Linked DNA regions of Gossypium hirsutum: region 1 is linked to region 2. A link is a contact called in public Hi-C data. All regions are on one chromosome and are shown on one strand. Each heading gives the region's core, a stretch centred on a gene start, on an enhancer-like site or on the middle of the called end of the contact. The rest is flanking DNA. Distances are from core to core; before and after follow the strand shown. Region 1 holds the start of LOC107939038 (far upstream element-binding protein 2). Region 2 holds the start of LOC107895064.

The links. A called contact is a pair of places that touch in the nucleus more often than the background predicts.
Region 1: a Hi-C map of leaf shows a contact between it and region 2, with 1.9 times the contacts expected there. The contact joins the promoter of LOC107939038 here to the promoter of LOC107895064 in region 2. A contact is called at or near these places in 3 of 34 Hi-C or Micro-C datasets (hypocotyl, leaf and seedling).

What each region holds. Positions count from the first base shown.
Region 1 is chrA13:81,892,165-81,898,197 of Gossypium_hirsutum_v2.1, forward strand. LOC107939038 (far upstream element-binding protein 2) reads left to right here and starts at 2,680. Exons shown (of 7, transcript XM_016872324.2): 1 at 2,680-3,029; 2 at 3,485-3,840; 3 at 4,274-4,459; 4 at 4,603-4,704; 5 at 4,797-4,868; 6 at 4,954-5,070. The coding sequence starts at 2,816.
Region 2 is chrA13:81,637,725-81,643,330 of Gossypium_hirsutum_v2.1, forward strand. It overlaps LOC107895064, which reads right to left and starts at 2,575. Exons shown (of 2, transcript XM_016820273.2): 1 at 1,280-2,575. The coding sequence starts at 2,224.

The sequences.
Region 1 (6,033 bases), core at 1,430-3,929, 250 kb after region 2:
CTAACTGCGGAGTTAGTTGCTTCGATAGCTAATACTAGCCATCTCCCCAATTAGAATTGTAGAAGACATAATAATCCTTCTAAGTATTTGAATCAAATGCTCACTTTGATTCTTTTACGGGATTACGAACTCGTTTATATTATCTACTAAAGTAAGTTGTCTTTCTCGTAGTGTAAACATTCTTACAGTGCCACTCATCATCAGTTCAAACTTAAAAAATCAATGAAATAATATTTGCTTGTCACAATTTTGCTATGTATGTAAAACATGAAAGACAAACACAAAAGATATAATAGTTAAATGTGAAATTAACTTTATTCATTTATCCATCATTCAAATACATAGAAAGTAGTTTCATGTTTACTATAAGATAAGCACATTTCTTAACAAAGTGGATCTATAAGAAAGAGAAATGTGGAAGGAAAGGTTGAAACCTATAAGGCCATACTTGTGGCAAAAAGCTACACAAAAAAAGGTATTGATTACGAGGAAACCTTCTCTCCAGTAGCGATGGTCAAGTCGATTCGCTTTGTTTATCCATTGCGATAGCTCTCGATTATGAGACCTGAAAAATGGATGTCAAGACAGTGTTTCTAAATGGCTATCTTGAAGAAATCATCTACATGGTGCAACCTACCTAATATATAGCTTAAGGAAATGAGCATAAAGTTTGCAAATGTAACACCCCTCACCTAAGTTAAATCGATAACTAGAGCAATATGTGTCATATTTAGTCATTAAGTTGCTAAATTAACCAAGTCACTAAGCTAACATAATATTAAAAAATTTATCAAGTATTTCCACTAGGACGCACATACAAATACCATATTTAAACTTAAGTACATGCCATTCTAAAGTCCAAAATTTTTATACCAAAACTTGTCCTTGGAGATTGCTGAGTGATGTGATCCAAATTGAAGTTACAATCCTTGATTCATTTTTAACTTTATCTTTTACCTGCACGTTTTAAAAATAAATGTGTTCAACTACATGAATAACTTAGTAAGTACTCAATTGAATTCAATCTTACCATTTTTATATATTTACAATTTAATTATTTTTTAATAATAACATTTATTCATACAGTTTCTTTCACTAACATACTTAAACTTTTAATTTATTTCCAAAACATAAAATCATTTAAATTAACTTGATAACTTATAGTTTTTACTTTAGCACATATAGTTACTAATCAACTTTCACATTCACATATCAAAATCTTTTTTATGATTTCACAAACATAACATAAAAACTTAATTCGCATATTTCATTTAACATTTAATTCACATCTATAGTACTATATCGATACCAAATCATTTGATTTCCTATGAATTACTTATTGTATCAATACCAAATCGACCTTCCTATATGTTGTACAATCACATTACTTAGACTATCTATTAAATTACATAATGTTATTACAAATATAAGACATTTAGGCTATAAACATTGATTTCATGGTTTAGGGTTCTACTTACCTTCTGGCTAGTGGGAAGCTAAAAGGTTTAGATGGTAGAAGTCTATGAGCAAAAGTTGATACTACTTCCACAATTGTAAAATCACAAGGCATCCATTCACTTCCTTACTCCGCACTTTACACCTCTTGCACAATGCTTTATATAGGTAAAATGGCAGGGTCCCAACTATATGTACCAACAATTTAAAAGTTAGATAAAAATGGGAAGTACAAGGTATGAACTAAGTTGCCAGGATTTTCTATCATCAACACACCTCCGATTAGGTGAAGAATGTATGCTCGAGCATGGCAATCGATCTAAATGGATGTTGAATTCCCTAGGAGATTCCTAAGTCACTTCTTCAACTAATCTAACTTCACTTGGTGCCATTTGAAATCCACCGAAAGGTTTGTATCAGTTCTGAACTTTGCATAAAGGTTATCTTGTAGATTAAATTCAAAGCTTCCCATCACAATATGCTCGTCTTCTAGAAGCCTTGTTAGCAATGCTACATCTTCCAGTTTTATTATCGCCTAGCCGTATAAGGGATGAAACATATGGGTCTTCGGTCTCCATCGTTTAATCAGAGTGGATAAGAATGACAAAATGTAAGTAACTCTCTCAATTTGACTTGTGTGATAGAAATCAATGCCCCTTAATTAAAGCAGGATTCTCTCGTCAAGTGGACCTATACTCATATTGTTGCGAAGCTAAGTAATACAAGAATACTCTAATGTAACTACACTTTGGGCTACATGTCCTTCAAATCTCAATAAGTTGGCAACCATTATGTAGGATATACTGTAAAGAACAAACATCATAACTTATTTTTGTTTATTGCAAAAAATTAACAAATTTATTTGCCTATTTATAGCTTCTTAAATTAGGGATTCACAAAAAAATTTAGTAAAAAATGACAGGTGTTGATTTTTAATTATTTTCTATTATTATTTATTTAAATTACTAAAGAAAACTTCTTCCTTTTTAAAAAATAGTTTATTTTTTAAAATTTAAAAAACAGATAAATAAAAACAAAAATAATTTAAATTTAAATATAAAAAATCCAATTTTGGGAAATAAAGAAAAACAAAAATATTTTCTCACACCTAAAGATTTTTTTTTTCAAGAAAATAAAAAGAAGACTGGAGAGTGGGCCAAAGAAATAAAAGAAATTGCGAAATGTGAAATGTGATATTTTGCAGCTATAAATTGGCCTTAAACCCTAATGTAATACATGACATACAAACACGATCTTTTATCTCTTACACACTAGCATCCTCATCCAACACTTCCATTTCTTCGCTATTTCTGCTCTTTTCTCCAAACCCTAGATTACTTCTCCTTTTCCGTACATTTTGATGGCGGAGGAAGAGGCCGTAGCCCCTGCACCCAGCCCCGTCCCTTCCGATCTTAAGCGAAAACTCGAGGATGTTGAGCCCCACGACCCCCATGCCGACAACATGCCTCGGGACTCTGCTTTAGACCCTGATGCCCAAGATAACGATGCTGCACCATCTGATTTGTCCGAGGCAAAACGCCCTAGGCTCGACGACGATAAAACCGATGGCTTGGGTAATGAACATGTTCCCTTTTTTTGGGGTTTATGTACTATATTAGGAAATGATTTGAGGGCTTAAATGATTGTAGCTTTAGGGTTAATTGAAACTTTTCTATGGTAAAACAGCTTTTTTGGAAAACTGAAGATGTTCAGGAATTGCGAGTTTTATGTGCTAGGTGAATACGAAGTGAGAAGATTAAGGCTCCGCTTGGTTGTTACTTTACTAATTTTTCTTTTTCTATCATTTATTTTTACATGTTTAAAAATTGCTAAAATCAAGAGCCAATATTTGATGGAGCCTATGAGTGAACACCTTGTTTTTTTTTTCCCTTTCCAATTTTGTGCAGAAAGCAAAAACAAATAGCAACAGTGATATCAAAACAAAACATGGTTTATGGCTAGTTCATATTTTTATTGCTTTGCATATCTAACTATTCTGATTCCATGGTCTTTATGCTTAAAATAACAGCCAGTGAGAATGGATTTGAAGCTGAGAAATCGCATGAACCTGCCAAGGAGGAAGAGGAGGGTTTGCAGCAAAATGAGCTTAACAAGCAAGCAGAGGATGGTGATTCTCCTGCAAAGGAGGCTGAAGAAACTGTAAAACCTGAGCAATATGAAGGAACTGCAGAGGAAACAGATGGGCAGTCTGCAGATAATCCTGAAACTGCTGATGCTGAGTTAGGTAAAGTTGAGAGTTTTGAGGCAGATAACGGTCAAGAACCTGCTAAAGAGGATAATAAGCAACCTTCTGATGACTTGCCTCAGCAGGAGGTTGATGATGGTACAACTATTACGCGCAAAATGGAGGTTCCTAATGCGAAGGTATGCTGGCCAAAATTTTAGGCTGTCTCATTGTAAATTGTTTGAACTGGGTGTAAACTGAAGTTGATTTTTTCGTAGTTACTTCAACAAACATTTCAACAATCCCTTTTTGCACTATAATCTGTTTGGTCCCGTGTCAAATAGACAATCCTTTTTTAAATTTTTTTTCCCAATAATGTAGGTCTTTTTATTCTTCTCTCTTAAGGTGGATGTCATCTATTAAATTACATTTTTTAATAAAAATCCCCTCATTATGTGTCTAAACTACCTTTAATGTTTTATCTGCATTTATTGTTCTTTCTTTGGTGACGTCTACCTTTTTCAGTGTACACACATTCCAAAAATATCTTGTAATCCAAGCAATGCCTTACTCCCTCTTCATAATTGCGGAACATGTTGTTCTGTGATTTTTATTTCTTGCATGCTTGTATAGGTTGGCGTTCTCATTGGCAAGGCAGGGGATACTATAAGGTATCTGCAATACAACTCTGGGGCAAAAATTCAAATCATGAGGGATGCAGATGCTGATCGGGATGCTCCTACAAGACCTGTAGAAATAATAGGGACTTTGAGCAGCATAATCAAGGCTGAGAAGCTTATAAATGCTGTCATAGCAGAGGTTGTATGCTGTCTCTGAAATTTGTTTAATCAATATCTAGCTCCATGCTTTCATTATTTACCCTGTCCCTCCCCTTCCCCCTCTACTGTCAAAATTAATATCCTTCATTTGTTGCATTAACTTAATGTTTGTATTTGCGTCAGGCTGATGCTGGGGGTTCTCCTTCCCTAGTAGCTAGGGGCCTTGCTACCACTCAGGCTGCTGGTGCTGCTGATCAAATTGAGATACAAGTTCCAAATGAGAAGGTTAATCATTTTTTGAGTTCAGGCGTCATAATTCTTATTCAAATATGCATTAGTCTTATTCCTACTGGTGTATGTTACCTTACCTGTTTCAGGTTGGTTTAATCATTGGTAGAGGTGGGGAAACTATAAAAGGACTGCAAACGAAGTCAGGTGCTCGAATTCAGGTAGTTGATGTTTATTTGTCTTTTTCAGGGTTGGAGTTCTTGCAAAACTGGTCCTGCAAGGACTGACAATTTACTATCTTTTTAGTTGATACCTCAACATCTCCCAGAAGGGGATGGATCAAAAGAAAGGACAGTGAGGGTAACTGGGGATAAGAAGCAAATTGAGATTGCCAGAGAAATGATGAAAGATGTTATGAATCAGGTTTGCTTTTTTACCTTGCATCATTTTCTGCATAAGTAATTTTCTAATGGTATTTTAATTGCATCCTGTGAGTTTATCTATTTTGAATATTTTCTTACAAGAGCTAAAGTATCTAGATTGACTTTGTTTGAATTGCTATCAATGAACTAAGTTTATGTTATCTTTGATCTCTGAATCCTCTCATTTGTTGAGTTCTGTTCTGGTGCATCCAATTATAATTACGTCTTTTTGCTGATGGCATAAAAGCATTCAGGATACGTCTGAGGCTAGCTAGGAGCATGTCACTGTCAAAATACTATTGCTTGTGTAGTTCCAGGTTTTTTGTTTTTTTTGCATGCTTTCCTGGTAGGTTTGGCAGGCAGGGTTACTGGAGTGGGAATTGACATAAGTTTAGGTGATCTTTGATCTCCCAATCTGATCATTTGTTGAATTTTGTTTTGGAGCATCCAATTTTAATTATATTTCTGTGCTGATGGCTTAAAAGCATCTAAGAGGCTGTTTAAGAACATGTCATGAGCAAAATATTGCTGTTGTGTGGGCTGGGATTTTTCTTGCATGCTTTCCTTCTAGATTTAATAGACGTGAATTAGTGGAATTGCTTAGATTGTTGTCTAGAGGCTTGGTTGTGCTTGTAACTTAAAAATATACGGTTATTCTCAGCATGTGCAAGATACAGTTGATAGGATCACAGACATTCTGATAAAATGATATTGTTTTAAGAACATGCATATAAAGTTGGATGTGTGTGATCCTTTTCCTTCTCTTCACAAATAAAATATGCCCTTTATGAGATAGGATTTTAGCTGAGGACTACATATACTGCTAGCGAAGCTTTTAAACTCCAGAAGGGGCTAGAATATTGTCATGTATTTAATTATTATAGGCATTAATTAACTTTCTTAACTATATCCTAGTAAGACATGTGGCAACCCTCTAACTTTGCTTGTGGAGTTTATGAACTTC
Region 2 (5,606 bases), core at 1,325-3,824:
AATAATACTCCACATCATTAGAAGCAAAAGGTGTATTGTTCTAGCTGAATTGGATTAGATGGGAAAGTAGCAAATTGAATGAGAAGACAATGGAGAATCAATAACATATTTCCTTTCTTATAATCTAAATTTCTTGTGAAAGAAAAATGATTCCTTCCAAAATAAAACACAACATAACAGGAGCACGTTACTAGTAAGATAGTGTCACTATTCCATTAGCATACGTGACATCCAGGAAGTTATTTTCTGTTTTCTAATATAAGACATGGCAGAAAAAGATATTGGTCGAACTAAAATATTTTACCAAGTAAAAGAATAAATAAATAAATAAATAAAGGAAAGCAACTCCGATAGTTTTAATGGGAAAGTTGTTTTTAGAGGTTAACCTTGCCATGAGGACCAACTAACACTAGCCATCCTCGGTCCCTGTCTCTTCTCAAACTCTGTCCCAATATTTTATTTGGGAAGTATGGTTTTACAGGCAAATCTTGCAGTGGACCAATCATCAACTGTATCGACTGAACCAAAATTTTCCTGATCTGCTACAAGTACTTGACTATCCAATGTACCTTATATATTAATTACATGTACTTTCACCATGATAATGTGTGGGCTATGATTCAGCTATCAGCTAAATAGTCTTAAATCCAATTTAATGGTGAGAAAGTTTGATGTTTGAATCTTGATTTGGTTTTTCCATTATATATGTGTTTTCCCTTCAGCTTATCCTTGTACTTTGTATTGGTTAAAAGTGTTGTTAGTGAAAGACGGAACAGAACAGTGGAGGAGGAAAGGGAAACAAAAGAAGAATCAGTCCTCCCCAAGAACATTTCTTTTAGGAAGTTACTTATAGCGAACCAAGTGGAGCCACGGGTAAAAAGGAGGAAAAAATTCAGAGATTTGACAAGGAACTAATGATCAATCAAACACGAGGTTCACTCAGGAAAGCTCCTAATAATCAAATATTTCCAGAGCAAGAAATTCGTAAAGATGCAGAGTAAAAACTCAGACAAATCAATCAAACAAAGGATCTCAACTAGTCATTGAGAAGCTTGAAGAGATGACGCAACAAAAATGGAAAGGATCATAAATAGTCTTGTATAAAAGGGAATGAAATTCAATTTCAACGTGAACCCTAGAGCAAAAATGGATCTAAATTATGCAGCAGCAGGGACAACCGACAACTTACGTGATCTGATTACATAATAAATCTGAGACAAGTGATAATTCAATTTTCAAATATTGACAACAATAATAGAAAAAATAAGCAGCAACTAACCTTATCATCCATGGTAACCTTCAGCTGCAAGTTACTGCTCTTCCGCTTCATCTTATACAGTCTACGTCCCAATATAACAAAACCCATCACAGCCGCCGCTACAGAGAAGGACCAAACAGGGCTAACCCTTAAAACACAGTATCTCAAGAGCTCAAAAGGAACTTTCCACCATACTACCTTCTTCTTCTCCTCCTCATTAACTGATTTCGCACTTAACTTCATTTCATCAATGGTAGAACCTTCATTACCAGCCGTAGTACCGTGTCCTACTCCCAAATCCAAAGTTGAGCTATTCCTATTATCAAGCTCGCCTGAATTCTCCATCTCCGCTCCCTTTTCCATACAATCACCAAAATCAATGCTAGCCTCTTTTTCAACATCCTTAAACTTCATTGAAACCAAACCATCTCCGCCAGCATCAGGCCACAACTCGCCCAAATCCTTATTCTGATCTTGAATATCGCCAAACCCACCAAAATCTAATTCCTTTATCCTATCCAATTCAGTAAATTCGGCACCATCAGGCTTAAATGTACCCAATCCGTCAGCCCTAGCTTCCGGTTTACCAATCCCTTGTAAACAAACCTCATTCTCAGCGGACTCCAAGTCTTTTTTCACAGAGAAATCACTTAATTTACGATCATCTGACCGATCACTACCCGAATCGGACCAAAAATCACCCGAATTATTCCTCCTAAACTGAGTCTCCGGCTTGGGATCAATCCAACTCGGATTATCTGACTCAATAGAGCCTTCTTCACTTGCATCCCCTTCCTTCGCATACATACTCTGATTATCAAGAGAAAAGTAATCAGACCTTATCATCCCTCCAGTATCACCTTCGATTCCCTCAAGATTCCTCAACTGCGGCGAGTTAACCAGGATAGAATTAGAGTCAGAATCCGAGTTGTGGAGCACCTCCCAATCTAGTAAGTCTCCTTCCATGGCTGGGAATTGATTGATGTTTTATTTTTATTTTTTTTTCTAGTTAAAGAGCGAACAAAACCAAAAACGAAGTACTCCACAAACCCTAATCCCCAAATTGAATCCGAATTATATGACTTAGGAGAGAAAGGAATAAAACTGCAAAGACCAAAGAGGATAAGGCGGGTAGGCGCTTTGAGTGTTGAACAGAGGGAGACAGTTGAAGTTGTGAGTGATGACGTGGCAAAATCATTTGGTTGGTCAAAACAGAGATGGTTGACTATGTACATTGATCACCATTAGAATATTGCCACGTCAAAATACTGGGTGGAGGTGGAAACAGAGAAATAGTTTTGATATGATTTCTTATTTCTGATATCGAGAGAAGACAAATGAGGAATAAAAGAGGACAAGTGTCAACGTGAAGAGTACACGTATCAAGGAATGGAGTACCCATTAATTATAATTTACTTATATGGGATGATTAACAAAACCTAAACCTTTCTGCCCAAGAGATCACTATATATACGAATTGGCAGAAAACAATACTTGGATACAGTGAATTTCATCAGTTTTTTTCTTTTAGGAGGCGGGGCAGATCTTATTCTAAATACTAGTCGAGTTAGGTTGGTGTCGAATTTAGGGAAAATCCGTTCCACCAAAACGATTATTATAAATATTTATGATATAAATTTTATATTAATATTTACTCTAATATATTTATACTTAAAAAAATTAACGCTATCATTAAAATTAAAAGTTATTTTTATTTTAATATAAATATAAAAAAATATATTCAAGTCAAAATCAAATGTAACTTTAATTTTTCAAATCAACTTGAAAGGAGTAAATAAATAATTAATTTGGGATCAAATAAACGTCAACTTATTTAGAGATATATCAAGTTGAGTGAGCAAAAATCACCCACTTACTATACTTACATATGAGTTAATTTGTTAAATTAAGTTAAAGATATTTTATTCAAGTTGATTGAGTCTTAGTTCAATTTAGGATGAAATTTATTGTCAATGTAAGAAGACGAAAATTCAAGTATATTGGAATACGTTATCTTCCCATTTATAAATTAGAGAGAAATTTTTACTATTTCTACACATTTTTTAATAGCTGTTATTAAATTTGAGAAGGTTAAATAAATTTTTCATGATATATCATTTTTCCTTTTTAGTCAAATCCACTAACTTCCTAAAATTGGCAAGAAATACATTTAGCATAAAGTTTCATAAAAAATATATATATAAATCTTCTAAAATTCATTTATTAAATTATTGTTTGATAAATTAAAAAATAAGTGTTAGATTTAGGTTATAAAATATATTTGATATTTTTTTAAAAATAAGTAGACAATATAATTAGATTATTTGACAAATGTAATTTTTAAAATTTTAAAGGTAAAATATTTAAAGGATAAATTTAAAAGAATTGAAAAATATTATATTAAATGATAAATGGCTCAGTATCTAATTATCATTTTCTATACTTTTTCATTGAAAAATTTCTTTCATTTTCTTTTTATTATGGGTTATCAAAGGTGCTTAAAAAATTAAATCACTAGAAATATTGCCGCCTTGTTCTTCAGCTAGTTACCCACCAACTGACAAGAGACATTTGAAGTAATTGAGTTGGTTTGAAATGGAAACATATTTTCATAAAAGGTGACATGACAAGAGATGTATATTTTACTCGAATGATAATGATACCTATTCCCTTCATGAACTAGTGAGTGACCAAGAAATGTGTAGGGTGTGGATCAAAACTGTGGTTTATTAACATGATAAGGCCGAAGAATAGGAAAACACAAACAACCAAAAACTCGAAGAAAAGAATAGTTCGGTTTTATTTAAAACAATTTTTCATAGGGAGAGATGACTTCTAAAGGAAGGGAAGGTAACTTGTTTATCATATACATAACACTGCTGAAAGTTTCATACTATTATGCCAATGGCATGGAGGCATATGCAAGCATAGAGAGTCCAAAAGTAGCAATCTATCGATGCTTCCGTTCAACCAGTCCATTTTGCTCAAAGGTATAAGGACACGTAAGTCGAAGGACGATCCCCTATTGTGATAGATATAGTTTCAATGCTTGAAACTCACTTTTCCTCTCTATTTAAAGAACTTTTAGCTTGCACCCAAATACCCTTTCAGGTTGTATAACCTTCTAAACCCGGCCTAGACGTTATAACTAAATTCTGAATATTACATTGACAACCAAAATGGCCTAATAAAACCATTAGATTTCAAAACACGTTTTTAAAACCATTTGCTTATCTTTCTATATAGAATTGTGTGAATCTCTTAGTTTTACAAAAATGTACGAGTTTCAAACATAAAACAATTAATTTAAATATATATACTTTGCAAAGGTTGATTATTTTTGAAATTTTAGTTGATTTCCAACTTATTTACTTTTCAAAACTCATTTTCCATATTGTAGCGAAAAAAGTGATATTTGACAGATTTTAATTAAAAACCAAGTTGTTTGTATAATTAAATCAATTTCAAAGTTTAGACCGTTTAAAACTTAAATGTCATGCATGCCAAAATAAACTCAAATTAAAGTCTCATGCCATAGTCAATCCTAAATAACAAAAAGTATAAATATTAAGTTTAAAAATACATTTATTAAAAATTATCTGAGATACTCCTTCGATTGTTGAGTCTGAATCCTAACCTCACTGGTTATCTGAAAAGATAGTAAACTAAGGAATGAGCTTAAGAAGCTTAGTGTGAATCATAACTCAAGTAATTAGAATGGTATATAAATATATATTATACAAAATATCATAATAGTACAAAATCAAAATTTTCAAAATACATGTATATGATCATGTATGACCATGCATTTTTGAATTATAGAAAAAAATCCTACCCAACACGGCTACACACCACAATAGGAGTTCTTCAGAACTCATCCATCCATACACATCACGTTGTGGACAAGCCACAAATATTTGCAGATAAACTGCCAGAAATATGTGGACAAGCCACTAGTAGTGCAGATAGCTACAAGAAATATGTGGATAAACCATTAGATATGCAGATAAACAGACAGAACTTCCTCTTTTCATAATCGACCCAACCTCAATGCAATGCAATATGGCATACAGTGTCAATAGCATATTCAGTACAGTAAGCATGTTTTTAACATGCAATCAGATTTAACAGAAACAGAGGACATTATTTATCATGCTTCAGTATATCAGTATTTGTGAGCATTTTTATCATGCTATCAATAATAACAGTAACAATAGACATGTATTAGCATGTAATCGGATTTTCAAAATCAATATACATGTTTTAGCATCACAACACATGCGAAACAACACAAAACATATAATTGCAATATACACAATTTTGACCAAAACAGTAAACTTTAGTTAGG